Linked DNA regions of Mus musculus: region 2 is linked to region 1. A link is a contact called in public HiChIP or PLAC-seq data. All regions are on one chromosome and are shown on one strand. The core of a region is the stretch at or near the end of the contact, and the rest is flanking DNA. Distances in the headings are between cores, read along the strand shown.

Region 1 (7,002 bases), core at 3,111-5,610:
CTTGGCTGAAGCAGAGCGGTTCTGGAGCTCCTTGAAGGCTAGAGTTGGAAGATGCTTCTAGAATCATTTGTATGTTTGAGCCTTCTGTATGAAGATGAATCTTCTAACCTCCAAGTTAAAATTCAGCCACAAAGGGGAAAATGTCCTTACAACTACGTACAGTGTGTCACCAATATAATACTTCCATTATTGAAGCTCTTATGACTATGGATGTCATTTAGGCCCAATTGAGGAGTTCTGCCTCAAATAAATGAATGCTGTTAGTGATGAAATGTAATCCCCTAAGGCAGCCTAGGATTCTGACCCTGTCCCCCCACCCCCCAGTATCCTGGAATGAGATCTTCTTTATAGTCAAATGTCTAAACACAGGGACCCAAACACCATGACTGTTATAGATGAACAGAGGGGAAACTCTGGGCACAGGGAGACACCGTGAGAGCAAGAGTTTCAACGCCAATGTTAGGTAAGAGCAAAGAGCAAGGGGAAAGCCTGCTCCAGCACTCTGGGCTCCTGGGAGGAAGCATGGCTCTGTCAGTGCCCTCATCTGTCTAGCCTCAGAACAGGGCGTAAGCATCTACTAGGCTGAAATGGGCCTAGTAGATGACACACCTCACAGTGGTCCAGCCCACTACTGCACGGTGTTTCCCTGCTGTTTGTTTCTATAGCAGTAAAACAGCTATGTCACTAAAAACACGTTCAAAGAAAATGTTTTACTCCAAGTAGCCTTTTGTGTTTTACAATGTTCTCACCATTTCAGTATTATGACCAAATAAGAAAAAAAAAAAAAAGGTGACCAAAGTCAGGCTGATAAGATGGCTCAGTGTGTCAAGCGTTTGCTACAGGAACATCCTAACACCCACACTCAACAAAGTAAGTCAGGAGGAGGAAGAAGGGAAGGTCCCGCGTCGTCTGTCCACATCAGTGAGCTCCAAGTTCTCTGGGGATTCTATCTCAAAAATAAGACAGAGGTTGATAGAGGACACCTGACCTGAACTTCTGGCCTCTATATGCACAGCCACACATACATGCACACACACAGGGAGAAGGGAGAGAAAGAGAATGCTCACACACACCATGGATGACATAAACACAAGAATGCCTCCCCATGTATAACCAAAGTTATCTAAGATTGAACCCTAAATTCAAAACCTTCTGAGCAAGCTATGAATCACACCCACCTTCCTATGGTTTCACTTGCTGTTTATCTTACGCTGACTGTGCTCGCTCGCTCGCTCGCAGTGATCCTTGCTGTCTGCTTTGGCTTCGCTTTCTTTCTACTCCTTCTGTACACGCTAGGTAAAAGATTCCACAAAGACAGATCCACCCATGAGGAGTAGGCAGACTGTGGTACACAGAACCAACACGGCTCATGCTGGCTTTTGTATGTAAGTTTTACATCAGCCACCCCTAGATCATCCACAATTGCTTCCAAGTTGTCAAGTTGGTACCAGACAACTGTGGCCGAGACTGAGAGCTACAAAGCTTACACTCTTGTCAGCCCAGCATGAGATAAGCCATGAAATGCACCACTAATACCATAGTAAGCCTCTACTGATTATCCCTCTTGACCATCAATCCCAACTCTGCTGGGTACTGTTTCCTATCTTACTTCGTAGATTTAACTAGAGGACAATGATCAGGACCTTTCAGAATCTGAAACACTCTCTCCCTTGAATTTCTCTCAAGACTCTAGTTTTTCTACGTTGCTGTGATGGTTTCTGAGGCTGAGTCTTGCTTAGGCATCTATGGCTACCTACAACTCAAGAGTCCCCTCCATCTGATTTCCTAGTGCTAGTTACAGGTGTGCAGGAGCAGTGCCTGGCATTACACTGTTACTCTATAGAGTAGTCAGCTATGAGCACTGATAATACACTTAAAAACAAATACTACACGTGAGCAGTTGGTGTCTGCAGTATCTCTGATAACAACGCAGGGGAGTGGCCCCTCAGAGCACATGACCGGCATCCATGGTGGGCTCTTGGCACAGGGGCATTGCAAAGTTCTCCCCTACACAGGAACTTGTGCCCAGAAACCACACAGCAAACCCTGCCTGCTAGAGTAAAGCAGGAAGAGGCTAACATCATGCAAATGTGCCTACCCACAGCCAATTAAATGGAAAAGACGAAACTAATCTTGAGAACAAAAGAATATTCATTAATAATTGTGTGTGGGTTTTCCAGATCACTGGTACTTTAAACTGGGTTGCTTTCCCAAGTCACAGTTATCCTGATTTAGTAGATGCTTGAAAAAGCAGTAATAGAAGAGATGGGGAAACCAGCCTTAAGAGAAAAGAAATTAAAAGCAAAAAGAGAAATGAAAGCTGACTTACAGTGGCTTCACTCAACACATGCCCACCACAGGACCAATCTGGTCACAGAGAGGCTTTCAAACACCTTTCATGAAAGTAATTCTGAAGATCCCTCAACCATTATTTAAAAAATACAGTCTTTACTAATGTTCATTATGATGGCTGTGGTGCAAGGATGCAGCCTAAGTGGAAACTAAAATGGTAAAAAACGGGATCTCACACGGTTGAGTCAAAAAGGTAAGCTTCCCAAGTTGGGAGACCTCACCGTTCCTGGATGGCTTTGGATGTTAGCTCTTTCGGGAGAAATTAAACCAGACACATGGCCAGATAATCTCTACGACCCCTTCCAACGCCAAATGTAAAGATTCCTTTAAAGCTAGTGTTGCTTAAACTGTTTCAAACATACTGTTAATAACGTAGGACTAAGGAGTCCCACGATCAAGTAATTCCAGAAAATGAATGAAATACATACACAACTGGATAAATATTTTCACTTGCAGAAGTTCAAAAACTTCTCCTCAGCTACGCTAAGCAGCGCGTGATACCGCCAACTTTCTCAACACTGAGTATCTTAATTCCTGGAACACGTTCAACATTTCATAGAATGAGAAAATCTCAGTGAACACAACTGGGAAGCAGCTTTAAGTAACAAAGTTCAGGAGCTTAGAACCAGATATCAAAATGCCTAACTGTGGAGCATCCACTCAAGAGCCCTTAGCATCTCTGCACTGTTCACAGGTCTGGGCAGTGCCGGCACAACACCGGTGTATAAATTCTCCAGTGAGGGCTGAATGGTTTTAGCCTTTCCTCACATTTTCTGACAATGATCGGAATGATGACAGTTCCTTCCACTGTTAGGATTACACAGCCTCCACACGTGTTTACATAAACTGACTTGTGAGGGGACACCTCACAAGGGAAGCAGGGACAAGTGAGAGCAGCTGTGTCAGATGGCACACATGAGTCCCCCTTCCACCTCAAGAATGTCAAGTAGCCATTCTCGTGAATTTTTGTGTTGAGAAAAGGAAGACCTAAGAAATGTTAAGAAATGTCCTCACAACCATACAACTAATGAGTTTGTTGAAAGCCAACTATCTCCACATCTTGTCTTTCAAAGCAACTTGGGATGCTTTCAAACAGTGTCAGTGAAATTTCTTAAACTGAAGTAAAGGGTCAGGTTAAAAAAAAAAAAACCCACAATAATCAGTTTGTGGTTCATTCTCTATGAAACAAGACTGGGTGCTGTGTATGATGGTGTAGGCCTAGAATTCCTGGACTTGGGAGGCTGCGAGAGAAAAATAGGATCACTTTAAAAATGGGGAAAATATAACAGAACTTGATTCATTCTAAAACTACTATAAGAGAAGCAACAGGATAGTAGAGGCCACCCACGTCCTCTGCCTGTACAAGGAAGACAGTACTGTTCTTTCATCTACTCCAACAAGGCCACCAGGCAAGATCAGGGTTTGTACCATGATTCCCACGCTGGAGACCTAGGGTGTGATAGTCTTACTATTACTACACTGTCAGTTTTGACCCTGCTTGTCAACCATACTTCAGGGCAGGCCCCATGCCTAACAGCACTTGGTCAGCATGAAAGGGCTCCTTAGACTCTTGTTTGTTTTTTAGTGTGCCTCTTTTGTTGTGTTTTAGTATTTTTGTCTTGTTTTCTTCTTTTTAATTGGTTTTAATTTTACTGTTTTGTTTTCCTTGTTTTGAAGTTAGGTGGGGAGGAGTTGGGGAGAGGGAAAGAATATAGTTAAAACATATTTTATTTTAAAAACTATGTTACTGAAATGACAGTTTTATTTTTTCTCTTTTTCACCCCCCAGACTTTTCTTTGCATCTGAAGGGAGCTGCCAGGCTCCTTATTCTGAACATGTCTGGCCTCCCTGAGTTATCTACCTCCTCCAGCACGCCTAACAATCAATGCTCAAGTTTTATACAGTTCTCACTTTACCAATGACAAACACCACACTAACCCATTCCTCAGAACCCAGCCCACTGACTGCTGAAGATCTCAGTGTCTGGCTGACTCAGACAGCTGGCCCTCCCAGCTCCCCTCCCAGCTCCCCTCCGCCCTGCCCTCCCCCCACTTACTCATCCTTTCTTCATCTGTTTTGGTGCTCACCAATTTCCCAAGAACTCTAAAGCCTCCTGTCAGGACTCCTTGAGACTGCAGTTCCGTCTCTGATGGTCTCCCGTCTGGTCTCTAGGAACTAAACACCCAACACCCCACTGACACCTCAGTGTCACAACTAACCCTAGCTGGCTCTGACATTCTCACATCTGGCTCCTTCCAATATAGGGCTAACACTTGCCTCAGTGGCTCTTAAGAGCAAAGCCTACCCCCACCAGCTCTTGAAAGGACCTCCAACAGATTAAAACAGTCAGGGCTGTCACTCTTCAACTGGGAGGGACTCTCTTTTTCTTCTGGTGCTTGACTTTCCGAAAGACACTCCCTCCTCACTCATCTCTTCTTTAAACCTTCTGGAATGTGCTTCCTCCTGCTCACTCCTCCTGCCCCATTGCACACACAGTGTTCTGTGGAAACCTCAGACCCACAGACACACATCGTGACCTCTCAACAGACAATTCCAGCTGCCTTTCACCAGCCTTTGTCTTCCATGACCTCTGGGCATCCTTTACTGGAGCCAACAAGCTCTCCTTGCAAGAGCTGCCGAGGCTCCGCATTCTTTCAGAGTTCTGGTATTTCTGTCACCTACTGTGTCAAAGGCCCAGCCTGCTCCTTCCTGGATGGTTAGAACTTACGCTCCACCACCCCCCCCCCCTTTGACACCCTGCTCCCTGGAATATCTTCTCTTACTCCCAAGACTTCTCTCCCTAGGCTTCAGTTCTATATTATAATGGCCTTCTGAACAAACTTGAGATCACAAGCGGTGGGGCCAAGTTAAAATGGTCAGGGCAAACACTCTGGCCTTCCCTGGGCTTCTTTCTCTTATGTGAGGATGAGCTGGCTGCTGGGAGATGCTTTAACCTGTGGCACTTTTGGTTGTTTGTTGTTTCTGTCTTTCAAGAAGGGATTTCTCTGTGTAGTCCTGGATGTCCTAGAACTCTCTCTGTAGACCAGGCTGTCCTCAAACACAAGAGGTCCACCTCCCTCCCCAGTATTGGCATTAAAGGTGCGCACCACCACACCGAGCTTCTGGGCCTTTCTTATTTCATAAATGCAACAGGAGGCTCTCTAGTCAGCCTGGTCTTCAGTGACATAACAATGACCAAAACAAACAAACAACAACCAAACACATTTGAGGCTTTTGAGATGGCCCAGTGGGAAAAGATACTTGCTGCCAAACCTGATTACCTGAGTTGGATCCCTGGGACCAACATGGTAGGAGGAGATCACATACACTCACATACACTCACACACACACACACACACACACACACACACACCAAGCAAACAAACAAACAAACACAAAAACTTTAAGTAAAAACATTGGCAGAATATGTTTTCCACACTGGAGAATATCACGTGACCATAAAAGAATAAATCTATGCACCCATGTGAGGCAGCCTTCACGCTGGCTTGAAGGCAACCCTCACAGAAGCACAGAAATGTATACAGCCCACTTCAGTTCTTACCTTGAAGTACAAAGACACATTAAAAACTGGATATTTCCCTTCAAGAAACTGCTGTGAACTCAGCAGGACGTTTGGCATTCCTGGTGTCTGGACAGAATGTCAGCCACAGAATTTAGCAATCCTACCCCTCCTTATTATAACATGTAAAAAATGTAGAAAATCTCTGTAATAGACCAGCTGAGCTGACCTTATCACTTAGCCCACTGATAAGCAAGCAAGCTACCTTAGCTTTTCAACCTCCTAACCAAGACTAAAACCTGGGACCTCTGCTTGAAACCCTTTACTCTCAAGCAGTCTGTTAATAGCCACTCCAGCCCATTGGCACGACTGTATTTGACACCTCTCCTTCAATCATGGCACCTTCTAAGCCCAGGCTCTGCTCTGGTCTATTTTAATAAGCGTGATCTCATAGCTCTCTGCCTTTCAACCTCTGCCCTGCATCCTGCTAACCTCAATCACTTACTGGTCCCCCAGTAAAACCTGTCTCCTCCATCTTCAAAGCCTGGACTGTAATTCAGCATCTACTTGAAATGAAATGCAGGTACCATGCAGCCAACATCCCGCCTCAACACTGCCTTTGTCTTAGAGCTTTCACATCCGTGCAAAACCTGTGGGAGGACATCCATCAATAAGCATAACATTTGAAGCGCCAATTCAGGGGCTTGAGTACTGTCTGTCATCTGTATAACTCTGCCGACGAAAAAACTGAATTGTTTTCTTTTGGGTCCTAACTATCCCTTAGCTATTTCAACAGGTGGGCTCTCAGCACTCTCGGAACCTTCCGGGACCAGCTCTTTACTTCCTAGGACTTATGTCTATTTAGAAAACCATTTAACTTACGCCACACATCCAGTAACTAACACAACCCTTTTGAGTTGCCCTGAAACTGAAAAACCGAACTCTGCTTGAGTTTGTGGATAGTTTGACCTGTAAAATTGAGACCAGGAAACAGATACAAAGTGCTCTCTAGAGCAGGTGAATAGGAATGGTTGAACTTACTAGTCTCAAACCAAAATGATGTGGGGCTTTTTGTTTTTGTTCTTGTTGTTTTTTTCCCTTTTAACTCAAGAGAGTCGCCTGCCTCTGCC
Region 2 (6,962 bases), core at 636-3,135, 640 kb after region 1:
CTAAGTCCTCCCAGGCATAGCAACTGAGCACGTCATAACAAGTAACAACAGGAATAAGCACAAACCCTCATATCAAGATATGCCTTCATTTTTATTTTATTGTCACGTGAGACAATATGAAGGATTTCGCAACTGTCATGTCACGTCAGTGCTAAAATTTCAGATTTTAGAGCATTTTTAAGTTTTAAGTTTTATATCAGGGGTGTTCAGCCTTTTCAAATGTGAGTAATATGAACTATTTAAAATCCAACCTCCACATCCCTGTGTAACTACTGTGAACATTATACCAGTTTGTGAGTATACCCCTGGACCACATATCAGAGTATGAAAGGAAGCAAGAAAACGGACAATACTTCTAAGGCATTTCACCATAACGAATCTGCTTGTTCATGCTAATTAAAAGGAAGGGTTTGACAAGTTCACATCTTTGTGTTTTCACTCATCTAGGTGTTTCCACTGTTTAAATTATCACCTGGATTCTAAGTAGTATGTGTCATTAGTATCCAGAGTGACTCAACCCACACACCTTTTTGTCATTTGAACAATTGACATTTTTTCTCTCTTTCTGAATTTAAATACATAGTGACATATGCACACGCACACACAGACACACACACGCGCACACATACACACACAAATGTTTTTGGCTTTTGTTTTGAGGATATCAAAGAGAATTTGCAGCCTACTTTTCTGAGGTTGAATTAATCAAGAAAATAAGTGTTTAAAGTTACTAAATGTCAGAGGCACTCGTGCTCAAATCTATTGTGTGTGATGCAAAAGATCCTTTACAGCCCCGGGCAGGAATCCCCCTTCCCAGCCAGAGCTGTACCTGTTGTAACAATGCTGAGATTCATTGCACAAAGGAGCAGGTGTTTTGTATGAATTCTGCGGGAGAGACTTAACAGTGATTTCACTAGATTCGCTCATCATCAGTGTTTCATGGTTAAAGAAATACAAGAAAGAAGAGATAGAGATGCCTCCATGGTTAAGGCCACATGCAGCCTCTGCAGAGGAAGGCAGCTTGGTTCCTACCACCCATACCCGGCAGTTCATAACTGCCTATAACTTCAGCTCCACAGGATCAAACTTCTCCAACCTCCTCAGGTACCTGCACCCACATGCACATCCACACACAAACAAGATGCACTTAAAAAAAAAACTCTTAAAAAAAAAAAGAAATGTGAAAAGTAGTTCTATTTAATACATACTATATTCTCAGGTGTTAATATAAGCGTTTTATATACGTTATGATATTTCGTCCTATAATAATGGACAAAGGCGGGTGAGATGGCACCACTCCATTCCAACTTCTATGAGATCAACTTTTTTATATGTCACACATGAGTAAGATGCCTAAAGATTTTTTTTTTATTTATATAAAGGATCCATAGAACAATATGTTTAAGCTGTAGGGAGCACTTCTGGGGCATCATGAGACTGTTTACAAGGAGAGAAAAAGCCATAAACAATGGAGAAAGGAGAGTTGTTAAACTTGATAGAAAACCAAAGAAGAGAAAGAGTCTTGGATTGATTGAATGCCAATGAGTCAAGGCATTATTAGAAGGTGACAAATGTTGAGGTTGGCTACCAGAAGAAAAATGCAAAACGGGAAGAAAAATTAAATGTTGGTTAACAGAATTTTTGGGAAGTCTCCTCTCTCTCTCTCTCTCTCTCTCTCTCTCTCTCTCTCTCTCTCGACCTCACTTTTCTCTGCCAACAAGGAAATGAGCTCGTTTGCTGGTTAACAAGGGTGTATGTTGTGAAGTCTACATTTTAAAGATGAGGGTAGAGGAAGTTTGAGCTATTCATTGTATAGAGAAAGACGCCAGAACAGCACTGAGGGCCTCTGCGAGCTGACTACGGTTCGGGACATGTGATGTGGCTGTGTGGTTTCCTCCAGCAGCACCCAAAATGCTGTGTGGGCAGGGAAGACAGACAGCTGGGTGGGGCTCTGAAAGGCCTCCACGTGTGGGAGGAAAGAGAAGTTAGAAATATTGATAAGACAGAGGGTGAAGTGGTAACCCATACGACTCCATCGGGAGGAAAGAGAGCAGGGATGTTTAAAGGCGAGGAAGGGAAGAAGGCCCGGGAATGTGGTTGGGACACAATGATAGCTGTGCAGTGCTGCAGGACAACTTAACTATCATAGGAGAGAGCTAAACAGTTCAGATTTTAACGTAAGCTTCATAAGATGGCAGGTAGACATAGATTATGACAACTTTAGGGTATCATGCCGGTAAAAGGGGTTATCTCTGGAAATGAGGAAGTAGACCAAGGAATCAGGCAAACGGATGGTACCTTACTTGGCTTCTGTAGTAAGATGCTCACTTAAACAATAGAAATGTGTTTTCTCATACATGCCAACAGGCTTGACTTGAGGCTAATGTCCTTGGCCTAGAGGAGATCATATTCTCCCTGCCTTCTCACGGTCTTTGCTCTGTGAGCGTGTGTGTGTGTCTGCTCTTATAATGAATCTAGACACATTCAATATTCAGTTCATAGGAAAACCACAATAACTTCACTTAACTTTAGTTAGCTTTAGAAGGTTCCACCTAAAACTAACCCCTGCCTGAATTGCTGAGACACACGCTTACCATAAGTTGGGACTTCAGCACATGGATTTGGGGATATACAATTCAGCCCACAGTTAGAAGGCATTTCAGATAAGAGTCACCAGAATGATGGTAGCATGCAGGGCAGAGATAAGGAAGCCCAATAAGGTTCCAGACTCTCCCTAAATGAAAGTAATTAACCAACTTTCTACTGGTTCATGAAAGCAGTGGTTCTTTTCATTCCACTGAAGATTCCAAACCATTTTCATCTCCCAGTGTTTGGAGGTTTTGTTTGTTTGTTTGTTTGTTTTGTTTTGTTTTTTTCATAGATCCACTGTGTTTTTGGCATAATGTTAATTTTTATCTTTTTACCAGCTTTGGCTTTAACACACCCTGTCCCTTCAGGTGTGATTTCTCATTGACTGTGCAGCAGCTGGTGAGGTGAAGGGCTCCTGGCCATGCCCTTTGTCTGAAATATTCATCTTAAATAACAGGACAAAAAGAGAGGACCCACCATTATCTTAAAGCTAGATTCTCTGACACACTGAACACAGAGGAGTTACAAAACAATTTACAACATACCCTGCTAGAAATTTCCCCTTTTCTACCCTTCTTTGTCATAATAAAAATGTCTGCCACTTATCAAATAAAACATTGAACTAGTAATTATGCTTTGTATTCTGTATCCATTACATTGTGTGATACTAATAGTAACCCTGAATTGTGAAAAAATTGGAGTATCTGCTCAGAGTCTAAGTGCCAAAGTCAGTCTAACTATAGATCACTGTTTTTAACCTCAGTGTTTCAACTGTGGAGATAGAATGTGCCCAGAGACAACACTCAGTTGCCAATCTCACTTCCTTCCAGAGTGTTTGTGACTTGATGTAGAAAGTACAAGAGAAGGAGCACACTGTGTCTCAGCAAACACTTCTAGCTCCAGTTACTCTAAATCCAGGACCCATTTCAGCAGGGAGTCAGTGAAGGAAGGCAGGGCTTTCCACTTCTTTCAGGTCTGAGAACAGCTGGCCAGTTCTACTTCAAGAGGCAGAGATTAGGCTGCAAACAGTTGCCTCAATCTGCATCTACTTGGCTGTGGAAATGGGTAATTTCCTCATAAGTTTTAGCATCAGATCATCTGTTGAGTTTTCTTTTTAATATATGATAGTGTAAGGTTTTATCCTTGACAGTATTTTATAAAGATTATAGTGAGAGTTTGAGAACACTGAAAGAGGGGCTGTTAATTCCACACCGCTAAATCATAGGATGCCACCATTCTACTTGCTTTGATACCACTTTACTGGGGCTGGCAAGATGGCTCAGGAGATAAAAGAACTTGTCGCACAGGCTGATGACCAGGGTTCAGTTCTCCAAACAGACAGTAGCAATAGAGAACCAGCTCCGTAAAGTGTCTTCTGACCTCCCCATGCACACCACAGCAAAGACACACACACACACACACACACACACACACAAACACAGAGAGAGACAGAGACAGACAGACAGACAGAGACAGAGAGACAGGGACAGAGACACAGAGGCATCCAGAGATATTATGAGATAAAGCAAATAACCTTTTATTATATTCCCCATATCTCAGGAAATCACTGGTGCCTTTGACAATCCAATGTTTGACATAGCTGAGCTGTTTCCAGGAGGGATATTTATGATGAATTATACTGAGGATCCACCTACACATTTATTAAGTAGGCTTTTCCTCTTTGCAGATAATTTGGGCCTCACAGCTTAGAAGTGTTCTGGCAGAACACAAAAGATCATTCTTTGCTATAGAAGTCTGCTTGTGTCACCTACACCGTGCTCAGTGTGGGTTTAATAACCAAGATTCATGAATCACAAAGGATTCCCTGTGAAAGATGACAAACTCCAGCTCCACATTCACTTCCCTGCGATTCCTAAAAGCCATCCTCACTTTGTAAAGGCAGAAAAATGACTCTGTAACTCCAAACACTTTCATTTTACCTATTGTTCCTCCAAATGAACTCCCGCTGCTCAGGAAAAACCTACCACAAGTCAGCCACAGGCATCAGCAACTTCCTTTGCTGTTCACAAGGAGACACTCAGGTTGTGGCGAGCGTCTTCTCCCTGTGCACACATCTCATATGGGAACATACAATGTGCATTTGCTCTCTAAGATATATGGAGGCTTTCTTCTCTGTCTGCTATTCCCAATTAACTATTATGGCTATTTATCCTGAAAAAAATAAAAATTACGTATATATAAATTGATAAATATATGACAAAAATTAACCAAAAAAGCAGGAAATTTTTATTTGCCTTTTAAATCCTTAGTATTTTGACACATTTCACTGCTAAATAAAACTGTTTTTAATTTAAGCTAGGGAAACTAATTGGTAGCAGATACTAAAAGTTCTTGTAAGTTGTTCCAAGTGTTAGTTCTGGGAATAACGTTTTTATAGTTTTCATATTGATTTGCCTTTGAGACAAACTGCAACAAGAAAGCAGGTGATAAGCCTTTGTTAGTGCCTCTGGGAGAAAATGCTGTAGCTACAGACTACTGTTGATAAACAGATTTTGAATTAATTAGTTCTGCATAATTATGTGAGACATCAACTCTCTAAAACCAAATGCAACGGGTCTCATACTGTCTTACATACAAAAGAAGAAGAAGAAAAAAGGGTGTCTTAAAACTGTGTTGCTTAAGAAAACTTTAAAGCCTGGATTTAATAGTGTGAAAGCAATGATTGATATTTTTAAAAGACATGTTTAATTAAGATATTGCAGTATCATTAGAATTAAAAAAAATGGGATACAACGATTTGCTTTGTATGAATTGCTTCCATTAGTGACAGAGCTGGGGCTAGGACATGCTAATCTCCCGCCAAAGTGACATCCTGAAAAAACTGCCTGATACTGAAAGGATATAGATTTCAGCATAATACTTTTGAGAATTTTGAGCCAGCCCAGGTGGCACAGGGCTGTAATACCAGCTACTTAGGTACCAGAAGTGCCAAGGACCAGCCTTAGCTTAAAGAATGGTTTTGAGAAGAAGGGGTGTTTGCCAAACAAACAACTCAAAGTCAAATCATGGGTTACAAGCTGAAGAAGACCTATATTCTGCTCAAGACAGTTTTCCAAATTGCTCTATCTCTGTCTCTGTGTTCTGCTTGAGACAGCTCTCTCTTGCTATACTAAAAACTCTCTCGATAGCTCATCTTTTGCAGATCAAAAGCCTAGATTTTAATTTACATATCAATTCAGGCATTATCCCAGGTTCCCTTTTGAATATCCAATGGATCAGTATCCCATAATCTCAGCCATTTGATTCTTAGAAAAAGACAGCAAACACACTTTTTTTTTAACATTGCAAAAGAATTCAGAGCTTCCCCTGCTTTGGTAAACTTAGCTGTGATCTTGCCCTGTGATCACCACTCCCTAAATCTCTTTATTTTGCTTCTTAGTATTTTTCTGACAAGCTGGCTCACAGTACAGCTTCCTGTGTCCCTTTAGATCTGTGAAGCTCTTTATATAATTCATATTGCATCCTTATATTTTGCATAGTTGAGAAATTATATATTTTTGAACTCATGTTTTCAGCATTCTTTCCCAAAGCCATAGGGCTGTCCTGTCACCTCCCAGTCTCATGCTGTCTCTAATTATCATGGAGTCCTCAACCTTGGAAGAGAGGACATTCCTCGAAGGAGGAACATGAAAATATGCGCATTATATAAACAAGGCTTCTGCCCATAGCATACGCCCTTTAACACATGGAGGCCCATGTCCTGCTGTCTCTGTTCCAGGGACAGGAACCATGTCATTCTGTCCCTCACATAGCCAGTTGGACTCTGCATGGAAGAAGGAATATCATAGGTTCAAGGCCATCCTGAACAGCATAGTCAGATCTTATCTCAAAATAAAAAGTAAAGATGAAAATAAGACTGCAGCTATAGCCCAATAGTAGGATGCTTCCTTAGTGTACACAGATCCTAAATTCAATCCTTAGTACCACTGAAGGGGGGACTAACTTTTCTACACATTTATAATAAGAAGGAAGGGAGGGAGGAAGAGAGGGAGGAAAGAAGGGGGAAGGAGGAAAATATATAAGAAACATTTCCTAAAATGAATAGAAAGCAACTAAAATACATCTCAAAGATAAAAACAAATGAAGAAAAAAACATAAAGAAACAGCATAAAATATTTAATGTTGTAGGTTTCACTATTAAGATGATGTATGGTTAATATAAATTAATCAAAAGAGTTCAATTAGATTATTGCATCCAGTTTTTAAAGATATTAGAAGTGTAAATAAACATGAAAGCAAGAAAATTACTTAAAGGGCAATTTGTGTGGAACAGCTTGTCTTGTTAGAAGCTGACATGTATTGTAAATATATGATACTTTTAAAAAGTGATGCTGACTAATGTAAGAATACAT

What was found. HiChIP or PLAC-seq counts read pairs in DNA pulled down with a chosen protein or histone mark.
Region 2: a BATF HiChIP or PLAC-seq map of CD8 T cells shows a contact between it and region 1, with 6 read pairs. The contact joins two enhancer-like sites. A contact is called at or near these places in 1 of 484 Hi-C or Micro-C datasets (bone marrow-derived macrophages) and 3 of 115 datasets of contacts at active chromatin or transcription factors (CD8 T cells, bone marrow-derived macrophages and memory CD8 T cells).

Annotation. Positions count from the first base shown.
Region 1 is chr2:60,866,296-60,873,297 of GRCm38.p6, forward strand. All of the region lies in intron 1 of Rbms1 (RNA binding motif, single stranded interacting protein 1), which reads right to left. Among named protein-coding and RNA genes, the nearest start is that of Rbms1, 12 kb to the right of the region's middle. Within about 2 kb of position 4,361, at least 124 of the 459 cell types and tissues checked have an H3K27ac peak or open chromatin away from gene starts, as enhancers often do. A contact at or near this core is called in CD8 T cells and memory CD8 T cells, where this site is marked.
Region 2 is chr2:61,512,301-61,519,262 of GRCm38.p6, forward strand. No RefSeq gene overlaps it. Among named protein-coding and RNA genes, the nearest start is that of Gm33841, 18 kb to the right of the region's middle. Within about 2 kb of position 1,886, at least 87 of the 459 cell types and tissues checked have an H3K27ac peak or open chromatin away from gene starts, as enhancers often do. A contact at or near this core is called in CD8 T cells and memory CD8 T cells, where this site is marked.